Regions from separate parts of the Mus musculus genome. Here regions 1, 2, 3, 4, 5 and 6 are each linked to region 7. A link is a contact called in public HiChIP or PLAC-seq and promoter capture Hi-C data. All regions are on one chromosome and are shown on one strand. The core of a region is the stretch at or near the end of the contact, and the rest is flanking DNA. Distances in the headings are between cores, read along the strand shown. Region 1 holds the start of U2af2 (U2 small nuclear ribonucleoprotein auxiliary factor (U2AF) 2). Region 2 holds the start of Shisa7 (shisa family member 7). Region 3 holds the start of Sbk2 (SH3-binding domain kinase family, member 2). Region 4 holds the start of Zfp579 (zinc finger protein 579). Region 5 holds the start of Rasl2-9 (RAS-like, family 2, locus 9). Region 6 holds the start of Isoc2a (isochorismatase domain containing 2a). Region 7 holds the start of Zfp78 (zinc finger protein 78).

Region 1 (3,128 bases), core at 434-2,933, 1.3 Mb after region 7:
AGAGGATCTCTGTGAGTTCAAGGACAGCTCGGGCTACACAGAAACCTGAAACCTTCTCAGAAAAAAGCAGATTTTAAGAGTTTAACAAATTTCCTTGCCTTGACAAGGAAGGAGTTTAATTACAACTATAGTCAGTATGTACCACTAATTTCAAAAACCCAGTAAACAAAGCATCGATGATCAGCATACAGGTAACAGATTAGACTGTCAGATAAAGAGTAATGAAGGTATTTGAACTCAGGTATGTTCAATCCCTAAGCCCTATACTCTAAAGCAATACACTACTCAAAGCAGAAAAGCTCACCAAGGACACTCAGAATAATTACTTTTCCACGTGTACTGTTTTAGCTACTCTCTCCTCAATTCCAGCTTCATTTCAAATAATTCTCAAGGTCTCATCCAGTGCCCCAACACAAGACAGCTTAAGTCTCAACCCTCAAGAAATTTAAACTCTTCGGTCTCAAAAAAGAAGAGGTTGTAGAGAATGTCTTGTAAATCAACGTTTTCCTCGGTATCCCTAAATCCGCCAGCACCAACATAGCCTGCTTGCCTTTCTGATCCAAATTCATAGTACAAGATCTTACCTTGGGAGCACCTGCCTCCACTAACCTGTTAATGGGCCAGCTCCCTCTTCCCCATTCTGTTGAATATTTTACAATCCCTATAGTGTAACTGGCTTTAGGTACCCGAGTTTGGAATGATACAGGACCTGGGCTTTGCCTAAAACCGATAAGTTTAGGGATTGTTAGGGATATGGAAAACAGATATTGTCTGCCGCCAAAAAAAGCCCCAAGGCATACATGATTTATGCTCAACAGGAGCACAAAGAACGCAGACTTCCCTCTTTGGCGGGCAAACAAGTGTAGGACACATTTTTATCTAAGACACCGCAAAGCCGGAGACGGAGACGGAGACAGAAACATCGAGGTAGGAGAGTTCTGGAGAAATCAAAAAAATATGAACAGGCTCGAAACCTACAAGCAGCGGGAGATTGCACTGCCAGTCCACGTGAAGGAAAAGGAAAGGAGGGGGGGGGGCTGATTCACCACCGCCATTTTGGAAACAAAGGGGGCGTGGAGAAAAGAAAAGTACGCACGACCGGAAGCGGAAGTGCCAAGGCAGCAAAAGAAAATGACAGAATTTAGAGACCAAAATTCATCTTTCTCAAGTAAAAGACAAAAATTTAAAACGACAACAGAAAAGCTTCACATTACGGAATCCCGCGCGCTCTCAAGGCATCTACTTAACAAAACGCGCCGCCTCCGCCGAGACCACGTGGGCGCGGGCTATTGCGGCGCGCACGCGCCCTGAGCCTCGCCCGCCACCCCTTCCCTCAGCGCCGAGAGGAGGTCACGTGAGCTCGGCGCGCGCGGCACGGACGGGGGGGTGGGGGGGTAGCGTGCGGCCCTAGGGAAGCGAACAAGAGAGGGAAATGGCGGGGGGGCACAGGGCGAAGCAAGAAGCCACCCCACAACCCCGGCGCCCTCACCTTGTTTATTCTCGTTGAGCTGCCGCTCGAACTCGTCGAAGTCCGACATGCTTAGGCGGCCGCGTAGGGCCCTGTGCAGCTCTCGCCTCGCCTTGCCGCCCGCCCGCTCCGGCTACTTCCGCCGCTGGCTTCGGCTACTTCCGGCCCCCGCCGGCACTCCGTCGCCTACCTAATCAAGCCCCAAGCCCCGCCCCTCCCAGGCTCCACCCCCTCGTCCCGCCCGACCCGCCCCCCCCCGGAACTTCCCCGAGCTCGGCTCCGAAGCCTGTCGGCTGTTCTCGGACGGAGCAGTCGGAAGGCGGCGGTCGCCGTCAAAATCACCCGAAGCGAGGATTATGCCGGCTGCCCGAGTTTCGGTAACTTTTCGGAAACTAGCGTTTCAACGTTCGGAGGATTCCGCGAGTCTTCGCGTTCCCCGACACCAGCCCCCTCTAAAGACACGGATTTTCCTACAACTCAAACCGTCTGTCTCTGGCCTCCTCTGGAAATCCGTCCCACCCCTCGCCGACCCTGTCCAAGCGGTCAGTCACTTCCAACAATCCTAACCGTCCGGGCCTTCGGCTCTTTCCGAAGGTTTCCAGCGCTCGCTCACCGCCCCTCTAGAGATTAAGCCCGATTCTAGTCTTCGGCTCTTTCCGGAGGCGCCACAGGGTCACTCCGCCCCTTCCGGAGAATATCGGTCCCTTCCGCCACTGCTTCGGGAAGGTCTCACGCCCAGGAGGGAAGTTCGGCTCTTTCCGCTCTTGCTTCGGCTCCTTTCGGCTTAAAGACCCGAAAAGGGAGGGAGGACTGATGGGAGGTGGGCCAGATAGCTACGGGGGAGGGGGCGGGGTCTCAGCTTTCGGTCCCTAGCTCTCTAGGAGAAAACTGAAAAAACTGACCTCGCGGAAGGCCAGAGAAAGTGTGTGGGACAGTAGCAGCCAGTGCGACAAAGGGTGTTCGAGGCCGCTGCGGAGGTTGTTAGCTCAGCTTGGGACGCCTGCGCACGGTGATTGGAGAGGGGTTTCTGCGCCTGCGTAGCGGTCTAGGGCACGTTTTTCTCAGCGCTCCGGAGGATCCGCCATTCTAAATCCACATTGCGCGTGCGCCCGATCTCCTCCCACACACCCCTTCCCCCACCGCCAACCTCAGCCCCCAAGGCACTAACTTCAAGACGGTTAAACCTGACTGCTCTCTCCCGGTTGCCAAGGCAATCGCGTTAAATTGTCCGCCCCTGCTCCTGCTGCGCAAGCGCCGAATGTGACACCTCCGAGAGATCTCCTGACCCCTGGCGGGCAGGCGGAAAAGAGTCTACCCAGCGCCCCGGTACCTCCTCCGGGCTGGCTCAGCTAAACGTTCATTGAATCAATGCCCCAGGCGCTGCCTTCTTAAAGTCGTCTTACCTCAGTTTCTCCTACTGCTCCGCTTCCCACCTCTGCCTCCTGGGGCTAATTACACCCTACCCTCCCCAACCTCTCTAGAGGCTTCTGGCTGAGCGCTCCTGTCCCAGTCTCCGTGGCGACGGCCACCCCTTCCCAGCATATTCCCTTCCTAGTAAGACCTGGGGCCCAGTTTATTGAAAATTTTCATGTCTCTTTAATTTAAACTCTCAGAATAATACTCTGTCTTTGCATGGGATGCAGATGGGCTACTCCTGGCT
Region 2 (3,373 bases), core at 739-3,238, 1.5 Mb after region 7:
GGTTTTACTACTGTGAACAGACACCATGACCAAGGCAACTCTTATAAAGAACAACATTTAATTGGGCTGGCTTACAGGTTCAGAGGTTCAGTCCATTATCATCAAGGCAGGAGCATGGCAGCATCCAGGCAGGCATGGTGCAGGAGGAACTGAGAGTTCTACATCTTCATCTTAAGGCTGCTAGGAGAATACTGCTTCCAGGAAGCTAGGGCTGTGTTTCCCTCAGTCCAATAATTGTAGCTGAGTGTGGCCAATACTGTCAGGTTGGGGAGGAGAGGGAGGAGGGAGCCTGGGCCACGTCTTAGGAAAGATTTGGCGTTTCACAATAACCGAGCCATTGTCTCTTTCTCTCTCACATACATTTACATACCCACATAAACATGTACGTACACACACACACACACACACACACACACACACACGCAGTCTGCAGAGTACTTGTCTAGCTTTGGCAAGGCCCTGGGTTCTATCCCAACCAAATCAACATCAACAAAGAAATAAAACTCATGTGGGGAGAGTGCTGTCCTCTGCCGCAGATCGTGCGCGCGCAGGTTAGGAGTCAGCTCCCTTTTAGAGAAGTCTACATCCATGCTTTGGTGTTTATCTTCTTACCAGGAAATTCCATAGACTACTGGGGCCACAAGCAAGAGAAAAAGCACCTCTCTTTGTTCCTAAACTCTATATTAAAATATCTTTAATAAACCTCAACTATGCTTCATTGAGAAAGAAAGAGTACAGGAGCTGGCCACCATCAAATTGGTGAATAGTCAAAAGATTACATTATGTGGCCTGGGACAAAGAAGGGAAACCAACAAATCCCATAAACAGTGGTGGGGTTTAACCAGGGAAGAGAAGTGGAGGTGCAGGATTTGCATTTTTTGGTATAATTTTCTGGAGATAAACTTGGCTGGACTGTTTGATTGCCAGTAATGTGGTTGATTATTCTTGTTCCACCAAGAGAGAGTTGTGTAAATTCGTTGAGAGTTCATGAGTTCGTTGGGTCTGTGTGTGGGAGAGCTGAGAGCTAAAGGAATGACCCAGGAAAGATGAGACTAGTGAAGAAGATGGACATGGAGGTAGACAAGATAACCCAAACCATCTGCTCTTAGTGGTCCCAAGGCAAGAGCATACCAAGATGGCGGGGAACAGCTCAACCAGGCAAGTGTGAGGGAGAGGTCACCTGGAAAACAGGAAAAAGAAGTAGTTGACTGGAGAAGCGATGCTGTCAGAATAAGGGAGATCAAGATGAAGAGGTGCTCCTCAGATTCTCTATTCCGGAGATAGGGCTTCTTCACTTCCTCATCTCCTTTGCCTGCAGATTCAGAAGATCCTCAAGGAGCCAGTCACAGACATCGGACTGTTAGGCTTCTTCCAAGGCAAGAAAAACTCCCTGTTGCCCAACTCCAGGACCTGACTTGAAGGAAGCACCCACCCTCCTTGTCACCCAGACGTTGATGGATGACTTTTCCTTCATCCATGGATCCCAAGAGTGGTGCAGTCCGCCAGGAGAACCGCCCCCGTGGGAGAGGAGGCGTGGTTCTGTCTTCCGATTGGGCAGCTGGTCCCGGAAATGCAAATGAAATTCCTTGATGCTGGGTGGGAATTGGTTTAGAGAAAGGTGGAGGTGGGGCTGGGCCCCGGGCCACTTCACGAAGCGGGAAAAGGAGGGGGAACAAATGTCACAACTGGGACCCTGTCTCGGAGAATAAACATTTATGTGACTGAGGACCGAACCATTATTGGGTTTAGGGGGCATCACGGGGGCTACAAGGGTCTGTGGGAGGAAGAAAGTGGGGTCTCCTCCAGGTGGGGTGGGGGAGGCGCCTCTCCAAGCTCCAAGCCGGCGCGAGACACAGGCGAGGGCTGGCAGCGGCCACATCTGCACTGGGGCCGGTGCGCATCTGCAAAAGAAAGAGCTGCCGGCCAGGGTCCCCACCACGCAGCCTGCCGCCCCCACCCCCATCAGCGCGCGCGCGCCCAGCCCCGCGGGCTGGCAGACACGCGCTCGCTCTGCCTACCCTGGCTGGCCCCCACGCTGCCACCCCCGATTCCCTGAAGGTCCCGCATCCGGAAAGTGAGGTGAGCGCATCCGTACCTGGTGAGGAGGGGTAAACTGAGGCACGGGGGAAAAAGAGGGATGGGGAGGAATGGACAAGTATGTGAATGGATGGGATGGACAGTTGCTGCTCCGTGGTCCTTACTCGCCCAAGACGCAGAATTCTGCAGCCCCTTGGAGATCAGAGTGTTCAAACTCTACAGACGCCCCTCCGCCTCCACCGCGTCAAACCCTCACCCGAGATTCGCAGACTCCATCCCCAGCCTGGGGGCCTTTGAAGGCATCCCGTGTCCACCAGAGATGCAAGGACCAGTCCAACCCCATTGACAATCAAACTCACCCACCGCCGCCGCAGATCCTAGCAGCCCAGCCCCCTCCCACAAGTTACCTAGCCCAGTACACCCTCCCCGGGGACCTAGGAGTTCCATCCATCCTCCGGAGCCCCTTGGGACACGGGCGTCGGAGCCCCGGCCCCCGCGTTCCGGTTCCAGGTGTCCCCTCCGCACACCCAGCCCGAAGCCTGCGTCTCGAGGCCGCGCTCGCGTCGCCATGGCAACGGGAGTCTATTTTGCGCTGGGAACACACAGCTCCCTCCGCAGCGCCCCCCACCCACTCTGCTCAAGAGTGAGGGGCTCAAAGGGCGGGGAACAGTGCAGTGATGAGAATGAGACACTTAGAAGGGACAGAATCCCGGGACAGACAAGCAGAGATTGAGAGAGCCCCTGACAGAGGAACTGGGTGTGGAAATTACAAGGAGGCTACAGATCCAGGCGGGGGAGGTTGGGGATGGAGGGCCCAGACAGAGATCCGGACAGAGCCCTAGACAGACGCAGAGATGCAGAGGAACAGAAACCCGACGGCAGAGCCAGGTTAGAAAGAGAGAAGACAGCCGGCTGCACGTAGGCAGGGGGCCTAAGAAGAGAATGGACGGAGACTCTAGGCAGGGACCCCAGACAGCCCAGACAAAGTAGCGCTGCATGTGGTATCCACGCTATCCTTAGCAGGCAGGGATTTGGGGGTCTTTCCCAGCGCCACAGTAGCCAGGACCTGCTACTCTCCTCTCCCTCCTTCTACAGGTCCCCAATCTTGCCTGCTTTCCGCATTCCCACCTCAAACCGACTTCCTAATCCCTGAGATTCCTAGGAACCCCTTCCACATGCTCCTACCCCCTTCCCTGATCTGTGCCCCCACCACCACCTCCTCAGCCGCCACCTGCAGACCCCACTCGGGCCATTTTAGACTTTATTGGTTGTGCCCTCCCCATCCCTAGATCTCACTTCTCTCGCTGTCTTTTACTTCCCCTCCCAATCCCAGGGC
Region 3 (3,211 bases), core at 365-2,864, 1.4 Mb after region 7:
TACCTATGTCTACTCTTCCTGTCCTTGTCACAAACATCTGGTCTAGACCCTTCCATCTTCTATTTCCACAAGATGCCCCAAGTTCTCTGGTTATGAATAACCCAGCTCCATCTATATTCAGGGACCCATCAATCCTGAGAGCCAGGACTAGTTTCATGGCTCTTCCTTGTCCCAAACAGCACACAGACTCCAGTTCTGTGTGTCTGGAGTCCCCAGCTCCCAGCAGAAACTAGAAACATCACAGGAATTTATACTTAAAAAATTTTTCAAGTTTTTCTGTATCCCAGGATGTTCCCTCACTAGGTGGCAGAGGGTAACCTCGAACTTCTGATCATCCTTCGTCCACCTCTCAATGCTGGGATTACAGGCCTGTGTTATGATGGAGATTTACACAGTGGTGGATATGAGCTTCCAGAGGTTCATGCAGGGAAAACAAAGACTGCAGCCAGAACTATAATCCCAACCAGGAACCTACACTTTCTAGATTTAACAGTGAGTTCACCAAATGAACCATGGTGCCCCGGACTGGACTTGGGAACAGGAAAAGGACCTTGAGGACAAAGATGGTGGGTAGGATGGATGACTATTGTTGAAAGCTTTGCTAATTTAGTGATGAATCTTGGGTAAGATGCTGACCTTGGGGCAAGCTGTGTGAAGGGTCCAAGGGACCTTGGCAACTGTGTGTCTTTTACAACTGTGTGACCTTTGTGATTGTTTTTGTAAAACTAAAAATATCTACAAAATAAAAAGTGTATTTTGGACAATGAAGTGAACCCACGTGGTTCTCGGTGCTTTAAACCCAACAGCTGTCCCGCAAAAGGGGTACAGTCATCCTCGATCCCCAGCTGCTCTGCCACCTGTTTCTGGTCCCCAGTCTGAGGTCATTTCTCATGACATCATTTTAGAATCCTCTCTTATTTTGTTCCTAAACAGGACCCCAGTGCATGGCTCCTGGATACACCTCTCAAAAGATTTGTTTGTCAACAGGGCGCCAGAGTCAGGAGCTGAGGAACAGAGCAGATGGGATCAGATTAAAGAAAATCCGAGACCTTTTGAGGGAAGAGGCCAGGGGCTGCACCCCTAGATCTGAAAGAAGGCTAGGGTCAAGATCCTTGGGTCAAATGGAGGAGCGCTGGATTCCTGAGTTTGAGGAAAGCAGTTTCGTTCCGGGGATTCCGGGCCTGAGGAAGATGGCTGGGGTCTAGAATCCTGGGCCTGAGAGAGGAAGGCTGCTCCGGATCCTTGAGTCTGAGGGAGGAGGGCTGGGGGAGGGGATCTTGGATATAAGGGAGAGAGGATGGTACCTAGACCCTCTCTAGTCTGAAATAGGAGGGATGCATTCTAGATTCTTCCATCTGAGGAATGAAGACTGGAGTGTGGACTCTGAAAGAGAGGAAGCAGAGCTGGGGTTTGCATTTCTGGGTCTGATAGAAGGCTTCCTGAACCCTTGGGTCCAAGGGAGGAGAGCTAAGCCACACTGGTGTGGTCCAGCCACAGCCAGTACTAGGATTCAACACACGATGTCGCTCTGCCCCCAATGGGGGGCAGAAGGGGCGGGGCAGAGGGCGGAGCTTTACGAACCCCCAGAGTGAGGGCGGGACTTGCTCCTGAGCAGTCTGATGCTGGCAGGAACCCCCGAAGTGCAAGGCGCTAACTGCAGTAGGCAGAAAGGGATCAGACAAGCCTTGGAGAAGGCGAAGTCTGGAGCTCTGAGCCCAGGTCAGAAGTAGGGCAAGGTTAACCGGCCTGAGGGAAGGCTGCAGTTGAACAGGAAAACAGGTGGCAAGAGTCCTGGCCCCTCGACAGGACAAGAGACACCTTGAAGCAATCGAGTGCTTTAGTGTTGGGGACAGAATCCAAGGCCCAAGTTGTGTGAGTTTTAGAAGTTCCTGGGACAGTAATAAGTTATGATTTGAAGCCCTAGTCTGAGGGAGGAGGGCTGAGGGCTGGAACCCTGGGTCTAAGGGAGGAGGCCCGAAGTCTGGAAGCTTGGGTCTGAAGGAGGAGAGCCGAGGTCTGGGACCTTGGATCTGAGGGTAGATGGATGGGGCCTGGAGTCCTGGATCTGAGGAGGGAGGGCTGGGGTCTGAGCCCTGAATTCGAAGGAGGAGGGTTGGGGTCTATTTCTCTGGGTGCTGGGGTCTCGAGCCCTGGGTCTAGGGATAAGCTTCTGAGCTGTGAGACTTGAACCACAAAATGATTGAGTGCTAAAGGCTTGGGACAGGTCCAAGTGACAGCTACAGGCAGGACCCGGGTGTCCCAAGCTGTGGAGAGCCCCACCCTTCCCTGGAGGCAGAGAGCACCTGTTTTCTCTTTGGAGAGAAACCGCTCATCCACTCTGGGCCCAAGTCTGTTTGCTTTGGAAACAAGATGGGGGGTGTCTCGATGACTTGGTTCATCTTTCACCCTCAGGCCACCAGGTGGCAGTGGGAATGGGGGGGGGGCATCTGACCTCTCAGTTGACCTCACCTCACACAAGTGACTGTTTTCCACTCCTCAGGGTCTCTTACTGAATGGAAATGAGTCACAATAAGAAGTGGTGATGAGAAAGTCCAGGTCTAGACTTCTTCCTCAAACCTAGAGTCCATACCCCAGCCCTCCTCCCTCAGACCCAGGAGTCCAGCCCTCAGCCCTCCTCCCTTAAACCTTGAGGTCCAGACTGTGGTCCCCTTCCCTCAGACTCTGGAGCCCAGACCCTGGCCCTCCTCCCTTGGACCCAGGAATCTAGACCCAGCCCTCACCCCTCAGAAGTCAGGTTTCCTTGCTCTTCCTCCCCTAGGCATAGGCTAGCGAGCTCTGAGTCCTGGGTCACAGTCCTTTTGTCTGTCTTGCAGAAATGCCAGGCAAACAGTCAGAAGACAAGCCAATGGAAGTGTCAACTGTGGAGGATGGAGGTGATGAAGGCCTGGGAGGCCTAACGGTAGAGGAGCTGCAGCAGGGGCAGGAGGCTGCTCTGGCCTTGGAGGACATGATGGCTCTGAGTGCCCAGACCCTGGTCCAAACTGAGGTGGAAGAGCTGTACGAGGAAGTGCGTCCCCTGGGCCAGGGCCGGTTCGGCCGTGTCCTGCTGGTTACTCACCGCCAGAAAGGTACTGGATCTTGGACACAGGCATGCTGTAGGGTACAGCTGAGAGTAGAGATTTCAGGCCAAGTCCAGGGAGTCTTATAAACCTCAGTCAGATCTTCCTTCCCCACTTTATTGTTGGGCTGT
Region 4 (3,128 bases), core at 581-3,080, 1.4 Mb after region 7:
ACATAAATAATAAATGTAACAGAATCTAACTTCAATTTATTTTTATTTTTTGGCAATATGCCCCTCTGCGTGTATGTGTTCAAAAGACAAAAGGTGTTGGAGCTGAAGTTATACAGGGGGTGGGGGCTTGCCTGGGTGCTGGAAACCAAATTCTGGCCCTCTTGAACAGCAATACTCTCAAGCACTGGACTGTCTCTTCAGCCCTACATTTGTATTTGTTTATTTAATGTGTATGTGTACATTTGTGTCTGTGTGTTTATGTATGTTTATATGTGTGTATATGTGTGTTGTATGTATGGGTGGGTGTGTTTGTACATATGTGAATGTATGTTTATGTATATGTGTGTGCAGACACACAGGTGGAGAAGTCAGAGGCCCACCCACAGGAATCGGTTTGGTGATCTCTTTCTACTCTGTGGGTCCTGGATAGCTCAGATCATCAGCCACGAGTCAGGCGCCTTTGCACTGAGCTATCTTGCCAGCCCACAATACCTATACTGAAATGTTTTTTTTTTTTTTTTTTTTTAAGATTTTATTTATTTACTTATTATATGTAAGTACACTGTAGCTGTCTTCAGACACTCCAGAAGAGGGCGTCAGATCTCGTTACGGATGGTTGTGAGCCACCATGTGGTTGCTGGGATTTGAACTTCCGACCTTCGGAAGAGCAGTCGGGTGCTCTTACCCACTGAGCCATCTCACCAGCCCCCTGAAATGTTTTTAAAAAGAAAAAGAAAGCAGCCGCAATGGACTGGCACAAGTATAATACTGCATGTTTCTGGTTTCTCAAGGGTAAATTCCTGGAATTACTAGCATATCAAAGCTTTCCAAACCTCTACTCACCCAGACACGTACAAAAGGAACAGTTTACCCAGCCTCTTGCCAACTATGTTTGGCATGAAGTTAACCCTAAAGAAAACAACACTGTAATGCAGGCAGATAACTGAAACGGCCCTTTTTCTCCATCATATATACTTTGAGATGTGGCCCATGTAGCAGGCTGAAACATTAAAGCTCCAAGTTCCAGAAACGTAGTTGCCAAGGAAGACTAGAGGAATGGCATTCACTCCCATTGAAAGCCAGCTCACTGTCTCTTCCATCCCCTTCATTCCACAGCACTTTGCCCAAAACAAGAGCTTCCCTCGTCACACCGTCTGTGACTGACTCTTGTTTGTCCCTTTTCATCATAGTATGAATTTTGCCTTTATCGATCCAGCACCAAGGACAGAGCCAGCCCACAGTAGGTGTTCTGATAAAACTGGTCGGGTTGTGATCCTGGGGCTTACCATAAAGGGAGAAACTGAGGCTCGGAGAAGAGAGAATTGCTTGCCCAGGCAACCAAGGGACAGTGAGAGTCAGGCTCGATCATAGAGGTGCACTCCTTGTATCATTGATGTTCACTCTCAAGCCTGTATCACTCACTGCTTCGTTCATCTCCATCTCTGCCTTCTTCAGACCCAGCAGCCAGCACAGTGCCTGGCACCGGCAGGGCTTGATAAATGCCTGTTTGTTGAAAGAATGAATGAATATGTGTTATCTGCTGGGAAATGGAGGAGGGGTGGAAAGCTGGATCCAGATTCCCAGGCTTGCAGCCTCCTCCTCCTCTGAGGGTCCAAAGGACAGGCCTTCAGCCCCTTCCCCTCCCGGGATCCAGGAGCCGCAGCTCCCTCCTCTGCTCCCGCCCCCCCCCCCCCCGCACCCCCACCAGGTCCCTGGCCCTCCGCTTCCGGCTTCTCAGCCAGTCTTTCCTCTTCTGGCCTCCGACCAAGCACCGGGTTTCCGGGGGGAAGGCTTAGGCTGTAACACCGAGCCCAGCCTCCTTCTCCACCCCCACCCCTCCCACTACGCTCAACCCCCTCCCTCTCCGCCACCACTGTCCGCGATCGCCCGGCCGCAGGGAAGGAAGAAAGGAGCGCAGGAGGTGGAGGTAAGACCGGCTCCCTGAGACTGGGGCGAGCCCCAGGCCCTGCGCAGAGCAATCTGCAAGGCCTCGACCCGCTGCCTTAGTTCTGCAGATCACACCTACCCGGAACAGATAGACCCCCTCTTGGACCTAGATCCCCCGACAGCCGGCAGGTTCCACGCCCTCCCCCGACACCACGCCCGGCCAGGGGTCTGGCCACAGCTTTCTCGCTGAGGATTTTCTGCAGCCCAGCTCCCAGTCCACTCCTCCCCCTTGTCTTGTGAGTCAGGGCCCCTTACCCAGCTTCTTCCTTCACCCGGACTCAGAGGCTGCGTCTACCTGCAAGAGTCTAGTTCGCCTATCTGGTTCTATCTGAGACCCAGGAGTCCTACCTTTCAGTCTTCTTGCCTGAGACCCAGGGATCCAGAAATCAGCCCTTCTTTAAACCCAGGAGTCCAGGTCCTCCCTCAGACCCAGGAGTGCAGACCCCGACCTTCTTCAGACCCAGGAGCCCAGACCCCAGCCCTCCTCCTTCCGATCCAGGAATCCAGACCCCATTCCTCCTCCCTCAGACCCAGGAATCCAGACCCCAGCTCTCCTCTCACAGACCCAGGGGCTTAAGCCCGGCTACCCACTGGTCCCTCCCAGCCCCTGACTTATGGACTTTTTATTTCCAGGGCCTCTTGACTTTGAATCCCACCCTACTTGGGCCCCAAGGGTGGACTGGTTCCCAGCCCCTCCAGGAATGTTCAAGCCCCAGGGCACTAGAGCAAAATCAATTGGCTGACTTTGTCTCCCTGTGTCTCCTCTGTATGTGTCTTGTTCTGTCTTCCTGACCGTTCCCACCTCTGATATCTATGTTTTCTTTCTCTCTATCTCTCTCCTTTGTGTTTCTCCTGAACTTGGCCCCCCTTTCCTACGTCTCCACAACTCTCTCCTCTCCTTTCCTGTGTCTATCCCCTTCTGCCTCCTCACCACCTTCCTCTCCCGACTTTCATCTGTATCCTCTTCTGAACTGTGGATCTACCTGCCCTGTACCTCTGCTCTCCTCTTCACCTCACCCCACATCTTTCATCTCTTCTCCCCACCCCTGCCTCTTCCCCTTTTCCCCACAGGCATGGATCCACAGCCCCCTCCACCCGCCCAGGGCAGCCCACCTCACCGTGACCGTGGCCGAGGCCGAGGCCGTGGCCGTGGCCGTGGCCGAGGCCGTGGTCGTGGCAGA
Region 5 (3,104 bases), core at 354-2,853, 1.2 Mb after region 7:
CCAGCACAATGAAGATTAAGATCATTGCTCCCCCTGAGCGCAAGTACTCAGTCTGGACCTGCGGCTCCATCCTACCTCACTGTCCACCTTCCAGCAGATGTGGATCAGCAAGCAGGAGTATGATGAGTCGGGCCCATCGTCCACTGCAAATGCTTCTAGATGGACTGAGCAGGTGCCAGGCATCTGCTGCATGAGCTGGTATTGAAGTATCGATTTGCCCTGGCAAATGTACACACCTCATGCTAGCCTCATGAAACTGGAATAAGCCTTTGAAAAGAAATTTGTCCTTGAAGCGTGTATCTGATATCAGCACTGGATCATAGAACTTGCTGATTTTTGACCTTGTATTCAAGTTAACTGCTCCCTTGGTATATGTTTAACACCCTGTGCATATCTTGATTCAGTCCTTAGTTCATGTGGCTCGGTCACTTGGGGCTGGGGAGAACACGCAGTGGAAGAGAAAGGCCCAGCCTGGTGGATCTCTGTGAGCACCACGGAGTGATCTGTGCAGGGTATTAACCAACAGCAGACTTCCAGGATTTCCCGAGGCTGGCAAGGGCTCCTGAACCAGTTACCACTCCTTCTTGCCAGTCTAACAGGGTGGGAAAGTCCGAGCCTTAGGACCCAGTTTCCGTTCTGGTTTCTTCCCTCCTGACCACCATCGGTTGTTAGTTGCCTTGAGTTGGGAACGTTTGCATCGACACCTGTAAATGTATTCATTCTTTAATTTATGTAAGGTTTTGTTGTACTCAATTCTTTAAGAAATGACAAATTTTGGTTTTCTACTGTTCAGTGAGAACATTAGGCCCCAGCAACACGTCATTGTGTAAAGAAATTAAAGTGCTTCAGTAACTGAAAAAAAAAAAAAATTTCCTACTACCTATGATATCAAGCTTGGCTTTCTACAAGAGTTCAATCTCTGACTCTCATTTAATTCTTCCATTCCTTCACACACATATATATATATATATATATATATATATATATATATATATATATACTTTTTTTTTTTTTTTTTTTTTTTGGTTTTTCGAAACAGGGTTCTCTGTATAGCCCTGGCTGTCCTGGAACTCACTTTGTAGACCAGGCTGGCTTCGAACTCAGAAATCCGCCTGCCTCTGCCTCCTGAGTGCTAGAATTAAAAGTGTGCGCCACCACACCCGGCTCTATATTTCTTTTATATTTGACATAAGATCGCCTTTTTTTTTTCCTTTGTCTCTAAAAACAAATTGTGCAGCCCGTTGCTTAGGCAAAAGGAGTTTTGTCAGAAAAGTTCAGATCTAACAGATCTGTTCAGGATGGCAGGCAGTTCACTGAGCCAAGCTGCCTTCCTCTGTGTCCCTGTCATGAATCCTTGATTCGGTACAATTCAGTAGGCTTCATCCAAGAAATGCAGAGATGGTTCAGTAAGTGAAAATCAGTCCTGGAAGGTAGCTGGAAGGACCCGGCAGAGCGCAACACGAGGGTTGGTTGTCCTTCGGGTGGGCACCGCAGCGGCGGGCGGTGCCCAGCTTCCCTTCCCCCACAGTCTGGTACAGAGTCTGCCTTCCCGCGCGCTCTTCCCGGCCGCTGCCTTTAGAGGGCGCACGTGCAGCAGCCGCTCTCTCCGGCAGGATCGCCGCGATGGCCGCCCAGGGAGAGCCGCAGGTCCAGTTCAAGGTCGTCCTGGTGGGCGACGGCGGCACCGGAAAGACGACATTCATGAAGCGCCACTTGACCGGAGAGTTTGAGAAGGAGTATGTAGCCACCCTGGGCGTGGAGGTGCACACATTAGTCTTCCATACCAACAGAGGACCTATCAAGTTCAATGTGTGGGACACAGCCGGTCAGGAGAAGTTCGGGGGGCTGCGCGATGGCTACTACATCCAAGCCCAGTGTGCCATTATAATGTTTGACGTAACATCAAGAGTTACTTACAAGAATGTGCCTAGCTGGCATAAAGATCTAGTGCGTGTGTGTGAAAACATCCCCATTGTATTGTGTGGCAACAAAGTGGATGTTAAAGACATGAAAGTGAAGGCAAAACCTATTCTCTTCCACCGAAAGAAGAATCTTCAGTACTATGACATTTCTGCCAGAAGTAACTACAACTTTGAAAAGCCTTTCTTCTGGCTTGCCAGAAAGCTCATTGGAGATCCTAACTTGGAGTTCGTTGCCATGCCTGCTCTTGCCCCACCTGAGGTAGTCATGGACCCAGCTTTGGCAGCACAGTACGAGCATGATTTAGAGGTTGCTCAGACGACTGCTCTCCCAGATGAGGAAGATGACCTGTGAGAAAGTGAAGCTGGAGCCCTGCGTCAGAAGTCTATTTTAGGCAACTGTCCTGTGATGCCAGCCAGCGGTGCAGTGTGTGTGCCACCTTATTTAGCTAAAGGAGATCGTGCAATTCATTGGGATGCTGAAGGAGATGAATGGGCTTCGGAGTGAATGTGGCAGTTAAAATACACCTTCATTTTTTTGGACTTGCGTATTTAGCCCCCTGGAACAGAGTTGTTCTGGATTTCAAAGATAAGACTGCTACCGTAGCATCACAATAGTCAGTGGTGAAATCTTGTTTGTAACTGTCATTCCCACTCTTTCATTTAGAATCAGAATAAAGTTGTATTTCATATTTGAAATATCTTCTAAATATCTTCTAAAAAAGAGAAAAATAAAATCAGCAAATGTAATCTATCACATAAACAAATTAAAAGGGGAAAAAAAACATGATCATATCTTTAGATGCACAAAGGGCCTTTGACAAAATCCAACACCTCTTTATCATAAAACTCCTTGAGAGCCTAGGGATACAAAAGACATACCAAACATAGCAAAGGCAATATAAAGCAATCTGATAAGCCGGGAGTGGTGGTGCCTTTAATTAAATGCCTTTAATCCCAGCATTTGAAAGGCAAAGGCAGGCGAATTTCTTTTTTTTTTAAGATTTATTTATTTATTATATGTAAGTACACTGTAGCTGTCCTCAGATACTCCAGAAGAGGGCATCAGATGATTGTGACCACCTTGTGGTTGCTGGGATTTGAACTCGGGACCTTTGGAAGAGCAGTCGCGCTCTTAACCACTGAGCCATCTCGCCAGCCCCCAGAGAATTTCTGAGCTCAAGG
Region 6 (3,367 bases), core at 64-2,563, 1.5 Mb after region 7:
ACTACCTGGGAGGCTAGATAGCCCAGAGACCTAGGATAGAACCAAACACTCCTGGCAGCAATAAATATTTTTTTTAAAATTGAGATGCCTAATGGTATAGATTGGTGCTTGGCCCAACTGTCATCAGAGACACTTTATCCAGCAACTTATGGAAAGAGATGAAGAGAACCACAATCAAAACATTAGGAAGAACTTGGGGAGTCCTGCAGAAAAGAGGGGGAGATTGCAGGAGTCAGAGAGGTCAAAGACAACAAGACAACCCACAGAATCAACTAACCTGGGCTCATAGGGGCTCACAGGGACTGAACCAGCAACCAGGGAGCCTGCACGGGATTGATATAGGCCCTCTACATATGTGTTTGGGTTGTGCAGCTTGGTCTTCTAGTGGAACTCCTAACAGTGGGAGAGGGGCTGTCTCTGACTCTTTCCTGCTTTTGGGACCCTTTCCTCATCCTGAGCGGCCTTCTCCAGACTTAATACTAGGGGAGGTGCACAGTCTTACTGCAATTTGATGTGCTATGTTTGGTTGGCGTCTGAGGGCAGGCATGCCCTTTTCGGAAAAGAAAGAGCAGTGGAGGGAAGGAGGGCTGTTGGGGAGGGAGGGAGGAGGGGAAACTGCAGTCGAGATGTAGTATCTGAGAGAATAAAAAAGAAAGAAAAAGTTCAGGCCAGCTAGGTATGATCTGCAGACGAAACGGAACCTGGGTGAGAGCTGGGACAGAAAATAACCAATCTAAGGGAGACAATGAAAGAGTGGAGGTGGGACGCGCGTGTGAAAAGTGAAGAGGGTGTCTAGACTGCAGAGAGATTTCGGGACATCGTGGGGGTCCTGGAAGGAGGCCTCAGCTCAGTAAAGGAAACCTGTCTTAGGCTGGGGTAAGTGACCTCCTGCGGACAGACTGGGGATGAGGTTGCTTAATTGGGCAAGTGGTTACTGCACACCACTACAGGAACCCAGATTTCTAAGCTCTGTGTCTCTGGGACGCTTTTCTTCTTGGAAGAAATGGGCGTGAGAATCGCCCACTCCTGGGGCTGATACAAAACTTAGCTCTGGAGAAGCTTGAAGTTCCTCCCTGATGATCCATCCTGAGACCAACTGGAGCCCCTCCTCAGCTGGACACCCCGCAAACCTTCCGTTTCCTCCGTCTGTAAGGACGGGCAGTTGGACTTACCCGGCGGTACCAGGTTCGAGTGCAGCAAGTCCCTCCACTAGGTCCCTTCAGCGCACTCTCCCCCACTGGACTGTCACTAGTTCCGGGCTGGGTCACCGTTTTGCCCACTTTGGACACGAGGTCTGCTCCCCTTACGTGTCTACCCCTCCCTCCCGAGCAGGCCAATCAGCTCGCGCCTCGGCTGCGCCCTGTAAGGGGGAGGGGCGGCTAAGGCGGGTCAGTCATGAGAATCTGATTGGTCCGCAGAAGCCTAAGGGGTGGAGAGATAGCGCACAGAACCAATGAAGAGCCGATGAGGGCTTGAGAGGCGGCCTCTGCTGAGAGCTCAGATTCTAACTGGGAATGAAGGTAGAGGTTATCAGGTTGCACCTTGTATTATTGCTGCGCCTCACAGTTACAACCTGCCTTTCTTATCTGAGCTAAAGGTACCTGCACCATCGTGGGCTACACACTGAAAGCCTGCTCCCTGAACCCCACTAAAAGACTGGCTTGCAGGGTTCAGCAAGGTCTGGACCTGATTTCTGTAGAAATCTCTAGAACCCTTATTTTGGAAGAAGAGAACTGAGTCCTGCAACTTGTCTTCTGACCTCTGCAGACCTGATGTGGCGCAGGCACGTATGCAAAGACAGAAACACACACACCACAGAATAAATAGATGGGAAAAATTAAGTAGATACAAGCAGGCATGCCATTGATGAATCTCAGGATTCCATGGATTCTACAGAGGCCAGGCTTCCTGTTCCCAGGAGTCATTTGGGCCTCAATTTCACCCCTCTGGAGGGAGCTCTGGAGTAGGGTGTGAGCCTGGAGGTGAAGTGATTGACCTGTGGCCTGGAGGTACTGGCACCCCTCTCAGAGACAGGATCCCTCTCTTTCCAGCCAATGCAACCCCCTCCCAAGTCTCCATTTAAAAGCCCTCAACATTCATCGCTGAGGTTGACTCTGCCTAGTCTCGCCTTGCTAAAGAGGCTTTTGTTCCCCTAATTGGCTATCTATCTCCAGGCACTTTCCTCTGCCTCTGCACCCATACACTGTCTGTTTTATATTCAGGCCCAGTTATGTTTTAATTGGTCATGTAGGAGACGCCCAACGAGCACCCTCCCCTCTTGTCTGCACTTTGTCTTTCTGTATCAGTTCTTAACCAGCAAGCTACAGGCTCCGGAGTCTACCCATCTACCCCATAAGACAAGCACGGTGTTAGGGCTCACCCGCACTCCCAGGGTGACCTCTCATTCTGGAACCGTCAGCCATCCAGTCCTTTGCACACTTGAGGAGTGTGCTCTGATCTGTATTTCTACTTCAGAACATTCAGCCGTGCATCCTAGAGCCCGTGCAGTCCCTCGGGGTCTCTCAACTGGGCCCTGAGATCTGTACGCAGTGAGACTTCTGTTTATACATTCCCTGGGGCTGCAGCCCAGGGACACCTGGTCCCCACAACTGGAGGCCCTACTGCTGGAGGTTCCTATATAGCCAGATTTTCAGAGTAGATGGCAGGAGGCCCCAAGGCTAGGTTCCAGCACTACTGGCATGCATTTATTGTATAACTACTGTATACTAGGCCCCAGAACTCAACACTGAGCAAAGTCAATGAAAGTTCCAGAGGCTGTCTCTAGGGCAGTGATTCTCAACCCGTGGGTCGAAACCCCTTTGGGGAGGAGTCAGTGACCTTTCCACTGGGGTTACATGTCAGATATTCTGCAAACCAGATATTTACATTACAAATCATAACAGGAGAGAAGTACATTTATGAAGTAGCAATGAAAATAATTTTATGGTTGGGGATCACCACAACATGATGAACTATATTAAATGGTTGTAGCATTAAGAAGGCTGAGGACCACTGCTCTATGTATGGGCTAGCAGGAGGTAAAAAGTGGCCCAATTAACTCTTTTAAGATTTTTTTTGGGGGGGGGAGTTTCGAGACAGGGTTTCTCTGTGTAGCCCTGGCTGTCCTGGAACTCAACTCTGTAAACCAGGCTGGCCTTGAACTCAGAAATCCGTCTACCTCTGCCTCCCGAGTGCTGGGATTAAAGGCGTACGCCACCACCGCCCGGCTTTAAGATTATTTTTAAGTCAATTTATTTATTGATTTAACATCCCAATATCAGCCCCCTCCTCCCAGTAACCCCTCAAGCAAGTCCTCCCCCCATTCCATCTTCCCCTTCTCTTTTGGAAGGAGACCCCCACCCCCGCA
Region 7 (3,255 bases), core at 281-2,780:
CATTTCACTCCCTGGCCCCCTTAGGCTTGTAGCCATATCATAATGCAAAAATGCACTCAGTTCAACTTCAAAGGCCTTCATAGTCTATCACAGTCTCAACACTAAAGTCCAAAGTCAAAATCTCTTCTGAGACTCATGCAATCTCATAACTGTAGCCCTGTAAAGTCAAAATTAAAAAGCAGATCACATGCTCGCAACATACAATGCCAAAGCATACACATTATTTCCAAAAGTGGGGCTGGAGAAATGACTCAGCAGTTAGGAACACTGGATGTTCCTCTAGAGGACTGGGGTTCAATTCCCAGCACCCACATGGCAGCTTACAACTGCCTGTAACTCTAGTTCCAGGAGATCCATGCCTCCAGCCATGCATTTGGTGTACATATTTGTGCATGCAGGCAAAATATCCATACAAGCAAAAATAAATAAATCTTTAAAAATAAAAACACATTCCAAAAGGGAGAGAAAGGAGCACAATAAGAAAATCAATACTGGACCAAAGAACAAAGACGGAAAACAAGCAGGGCAAACTCTAAATTCTGCATCTCTGTGTCATTCAGATCTCCGAATCCTTTCAGCTTTGCTGACTGCCACGTACTTCTCTGTCTTGGGCTGGTTCCACACTCAGGCTGCAGCTACCCCACGACTCTAGTATCTCCAACATCTTGAAGTCTCCAACACAATCCTATCTTCACTTTACCCACTTCCCTCAACGGCCTCTCAGGATTTCTATGCAGGGATACAATACTCCTGTCAGAAAGCTCTTTGAATCCTTTCCTTTTGAGTCGCTATGGACACTTCATCACGTAAGCATGGCTGTGTAAATCATTTATCTGAGTGTGGGTTGCACACGCCTGTAATTACAGCACTTGGAAGGCTGAGTTAGGAAGATCAGAGTTCCAAACTCATCCTCTACTTACATAAAGAGTTTGAGGACTGCTGGATTACATGACATTCTGTCTCGAAACATCAACAAAAGGACTGGCATCTGGTGATCAACCTCAGCTCCTGTCCTCTCCTGGATGGGGTTTGGGACTGATCCTCTAATCCCGTTTAGCGTCTGCGATGATCAGCACCGACTCTGAAACTACCTTGAGTCTTGTCAGCCATCAATCAAGAGCAGTCAACAAGGTATTTATTACTTTGGAGATTCCAAGCATTTAAGTGCTGTAATGCAGATCACTGGAAGACACACTTATCATCATACATTTCACAGTTCTCTCACAATCACAGCACTTATTTCTCTCAGACTCTGTCTCCCTCTCTCACACCGAAAACTTACAGCCCAGTTCCTTTCACACACGCACGGGCCTGGCACACCCAAGCACAGACTTAGATCCGGACGCCCAGTCGTCTGAGCTTTCGTGCCCCCTAGATTCCACGCAACCGCCTGCCTACCTCCAGACAGAAAACACAGGGACCACGAGGATCTCCCCTGCCCGCAGCGCTCGGGCTCCCACTCCCTAACAAGCGCCCGCTAGCTGCCTTACCCAGACGCTGTCAACCGAGGAACGCTGGGAGGTTTCCTACAAGCTATGTGTGCGCAAGCGCAGCCTCTGCCAGCGACGACCTAAGAGCTTAATCTGAGAAAGGTGGGGCTGAAGGGGCGTGTACTCAGCGAAGTCTGCGATGAGAAGCGGGTACTACGGAGAACAGTTTCTTAGACTGAGGGTGAAGGCAAAGCTAAGCAGAGAAGAGCAAGGGTCTCAGAAGTTTGATGTGAGGGGCTGGGCTTAGATAGGAAGGTTCCCAGAAGAAACTGGAGTAAGGGGCGGGGCTTGGTGGAGAAGGGGCGTGTTCTCAGCAGAGTCCCTGGAGAGGGCGGTACTAAGTGGGTAAGGGGCGGGAGCTTATCCGTATTAGGTGAGGGGCGGGGTTATCAAGTAGGGCGGGTTCTCAGCTCTGTGTGAGGTGAGGTGAGGGCAGGGATTAGAGGAGGGGCGGGTTCTCAGAAGAATCCGAGGTGAGGGCGGGGCTTAGCAAGAACGGTTGGTCTCCGCCTCCGGAGGTGAGGGCGGAGCTTGGAGGAGAAGGGGCGGGTTCTCAGCGGCTCGTGTGAGGGCGGTGCTAAGCATTGAAGGAGTGGGTTCTCGGCAATCTGAAGGGGCGGGGCTTAGCCAGTAGGGCGGTTCTCCTCACAGTCAGAGGTGAAGGCGGGGCTTGAAGAAGGGGCGGGTTCTCAGCAGATTCTAGAGGGCGGGACTTAGTATAGAAGGGGCGGGTTCTCAGCAAAATCTAGAGGGCGGCGGGGCTTGAGGCGAAAGAGCAGGTTTTCAGCGTAGTGCATGGTGAGCCTGGCGCTAAGCAGAAAAGGGGAGGGTTTACAGCATTCTGAGATGAGGGGCAGGGCTTAGCAAGTAGGGAGGTTCTCCCCGCAGCCCGAGGTGAGGGCGGGGCTTGAAGGAGAAGGGGCGGCTTCTCAGAGGAGTCAGAGAAAAAGGGCAGAATTTGAGGAGAAAGGCACCATTTAAGACTGTTTGCAGAACGGATTGGAGCTGTGACAGTGTGTGGCTGAGTGCGTGATTATACAGAAGGGTTGCCCAGGATTCCTAGCCGTGTCGGTTAGGGCGAGTCTTGCGCCAGCTCTTTGTTAGGCTCCCCACCCTTTCGTGAGGCTTCCCTCACACTCTTTTGTGAGCCTCCTTGATGTCACTGTCCCTTACTTAACCAAGCTCGATCTTTATTGTTAGTTTTTGAGATTATAATTTTTGTAGAGGGAGATTTGAGGTGGTTAGCCCAGACTAACCTCCGAAATGGGTAACTCTTGATCTTTCTGTATCCATTCGTTTTCTTCCAAATTGAAATCAATGGTGTGAGCCCCCACGACGCAAGGCTTGGAAGTTTGATCTTTGCGGGAAAGCTTTGCTACAATAAAAACAGCCACTATTCTACATCTGATTGTCTCCTCCCTCCCACTCATGTTGATCACCTCTGGGATCAGCAAACCAGCATATGTTTCACCTACAAAATGGGAATGTCATAATGTTGGAAGCAGCAAATACGACAATGTCATAGGAACCAAAATATAAGAGTCAGATTTTTTTTCTTTTTTTTTCTTTTTTTTTTCCTTTTTCCGGAGCTGAGGACCGAACCCAGGGCCTTGGGCTTGCTAGGCAAGCACTTTACCACTGAGCTAAATCCCCAACCCCAAGAGTCAGATTTTTTTTTCTGCCTTTTGCCAAACTAGAAATTAACCCTGCATTGAAGAACCAAGAAATCGATAGTTGTATTAAAAGCTGAAACAAATAAAACGAG

Evidence for each region. Promoter capture Hi-C pulls out the DNA fragments that hold promoters and counts their contacts. HiChIP or PLAC-seq counts read pairs in DNA pulled down with a chosen protein or histone mark.
Region 1: a contact with region 7 is called in an H3K27ac HiChIP or PLAC-seq map of extraembryonic endoderm stem cells, with 5 times the contacts expected there. The contact joins the promoter of U2af2 here to the promoter of Zfp78 in region 7. A contact is called at or near these places in 10 of 39 promoter capture datasets (the 3T3-L1 cell line, cranial neural crest, embryonic stem cells and 6 more) and 5 of 115 datasets of contacts at active chromatin or transcription factors (astrocytes, embryonic stem cells, extraembryonic endoderm stem cells and 2 more).
Region 2: a promoter capture Hi-C map of embryonic stem cells shows a contact between it and region 7, with 4 times the contacts expected there. The contact joins the promoter of Shisa7 here to the promoter of Zfp78 in region 7. A contact is called at or near these places in 2 of 39 promoter capture datasets (cranial neural crest and embryonic stem cells).
Region 3: a contact with region 7 is called in a promoter capture Hi-C map of pre-B cells, with 3 times the contacts expected there. The contact joins the promoter of Sbk2 here to the promoter of Zfp78 in region 7. A contact is called at or near these places in 2 of 39 promoter capture datasets (cranial neural crest and pre-B cells).
Region 4: an H3K4me3 HiChIP or PLAC-seq map of embryonic stem cells shows a contact between it and region 7, with 5 times the contacts expected there. The contact joins the promoter of Zfp579 here to the promoter of Zfp78 in region 7. A contact is called at or near these places in 4 of 39 promoter capture datasets (the 3T3-L1 cell line, cranial neural crest, hippocampal neurons and 1 more) and 1 of 115 datasets of contacts at active chromatin or transcription factors (embryonic stem cells).
Region 5: an H3K4me3 HiChIP or PLAC-seq map of stem cell-derived neural progenitor cells shows a contact between it and region 7, with 4 times the contacts expected there. The contact joins the promoter of Rasl2-9 here to the promoter of Zfp78 in region 7. A contact is called at or near these places in 2 of 39 promoter capture datasets (cranial neural crest and embryonic stem cells) and 1 of 115 datasets of contacts at active chromatin or transcription factors (stem cell-derived neural progenitor cells).
Region 6: a promoter capture Hi-C map of embryonic stem cells shows a contact between it and region 7, with 4 times the contacts expected there. The contact joins the promoter of Isoc2a here to the promoter of Zfp78 in region 7. A contact is called at or near these places in 2 of 39 promoter capture datasets (cranial neural crest and embryonic stem cells).

The regions. Positions count from the first base shown.
Region 1 is chr7:5,060,698-5,063,825 of GRCm38.p6, reverse strand. U2af2 (U2 small nuclear ribonucleoprotein auxiliary factor (U2AF) 2) reads right to left here and starts at 1,683. Exons shown (of 12, transcript NM_133671.3): 1 at 1,490-1,683. The coding sequence starts at 1,538. Ccdc106 (coiled-coil domain containing 106) reads right to left here. Exons shown (of 5, transcript NM_146178.2): 5 at 3,041-3,128.
Region 2 is chr7:4,843,311-4,846,683 of GRCm38.p6, reverse strand. It overlaps Shisa7 (shisa family member 7), which reads left to right and starts at 1,988. Exons shown (of 6, transcript NM_172737.4): 1 at 1,988-2,079. It overlaps Isoc2b (isochorismatase domain containing 2b), which reads left to right. Exons shown (of 6, transcript NM_026158.2): 6 at 1,319-1,724. The coding sequence ends at 1,414. It overlaps Gm36127 (a long non-coding RNA gene), which reads right to left. Exons shown (of 2, transcript XR_881804.2): 2 at 1,699-1,901.
Region 3 is chr7:4,962,809-4,966,019 of GRCm38.p6, reverse strand. It overlaps Sbk2 (SH3-binding domain kinase family, member 2), which reads left to right and starts at 1,614. Exons shown (of 4, transcript NM_001146329.2): 1 at 1,614-1,719; 2 at 2,835-3,089. The coding sequence starts at 2,837. Sbk3 (SH3 domain binding kinase family, member 3) reads left to right here. Exons shown (of 4, transcript NM_001200041.1): 4 at 1-760.
Region 4 is chr7:4,994,803-4,997,930 of GRCm38.p6, reverse strand. Zfp579 (zinc finger protein 579) reads left to right here and starts at 1,830. Exons shown (of 2, transcript NM_026741.2): 1 at 1,830-1,927; 2 at 3,019-3,128. The coding sequence starts at 3,021.
Region 5 is chr7:5,124,449-5,127,552 of GRCm38.p6, reverse strand. Rasl2-9 (RAS-like, family 2, locus 9) reads left to right here and starts at 1,603. Exons shown (of 1, transcript NM_009028.2): 1 at 1,603-2,611. The coding sequence starts at 1,624. The coding sequence ends at 2,274.
Region 6 is chr7:4,874,999-4,878,365 of GRCm38.p6, reverse strand. It overlaps Isoc2a (isochorismatase domain containing 2a), which reads right to left and starts at 1,313. Exons shown (of 6, transcript NM_001101598.1): 1 at 1,173-1,313.
Region 7 is chr7:6,361,583-6,364,837 of GRCm38.p6, reverse strand. It overlaps Zfp78 (zinc finger protein 78), which reads right to left and starts at 1,530. Exons shown (of 5, transcript NM_001025163.1): 1 at 1,491-1,530.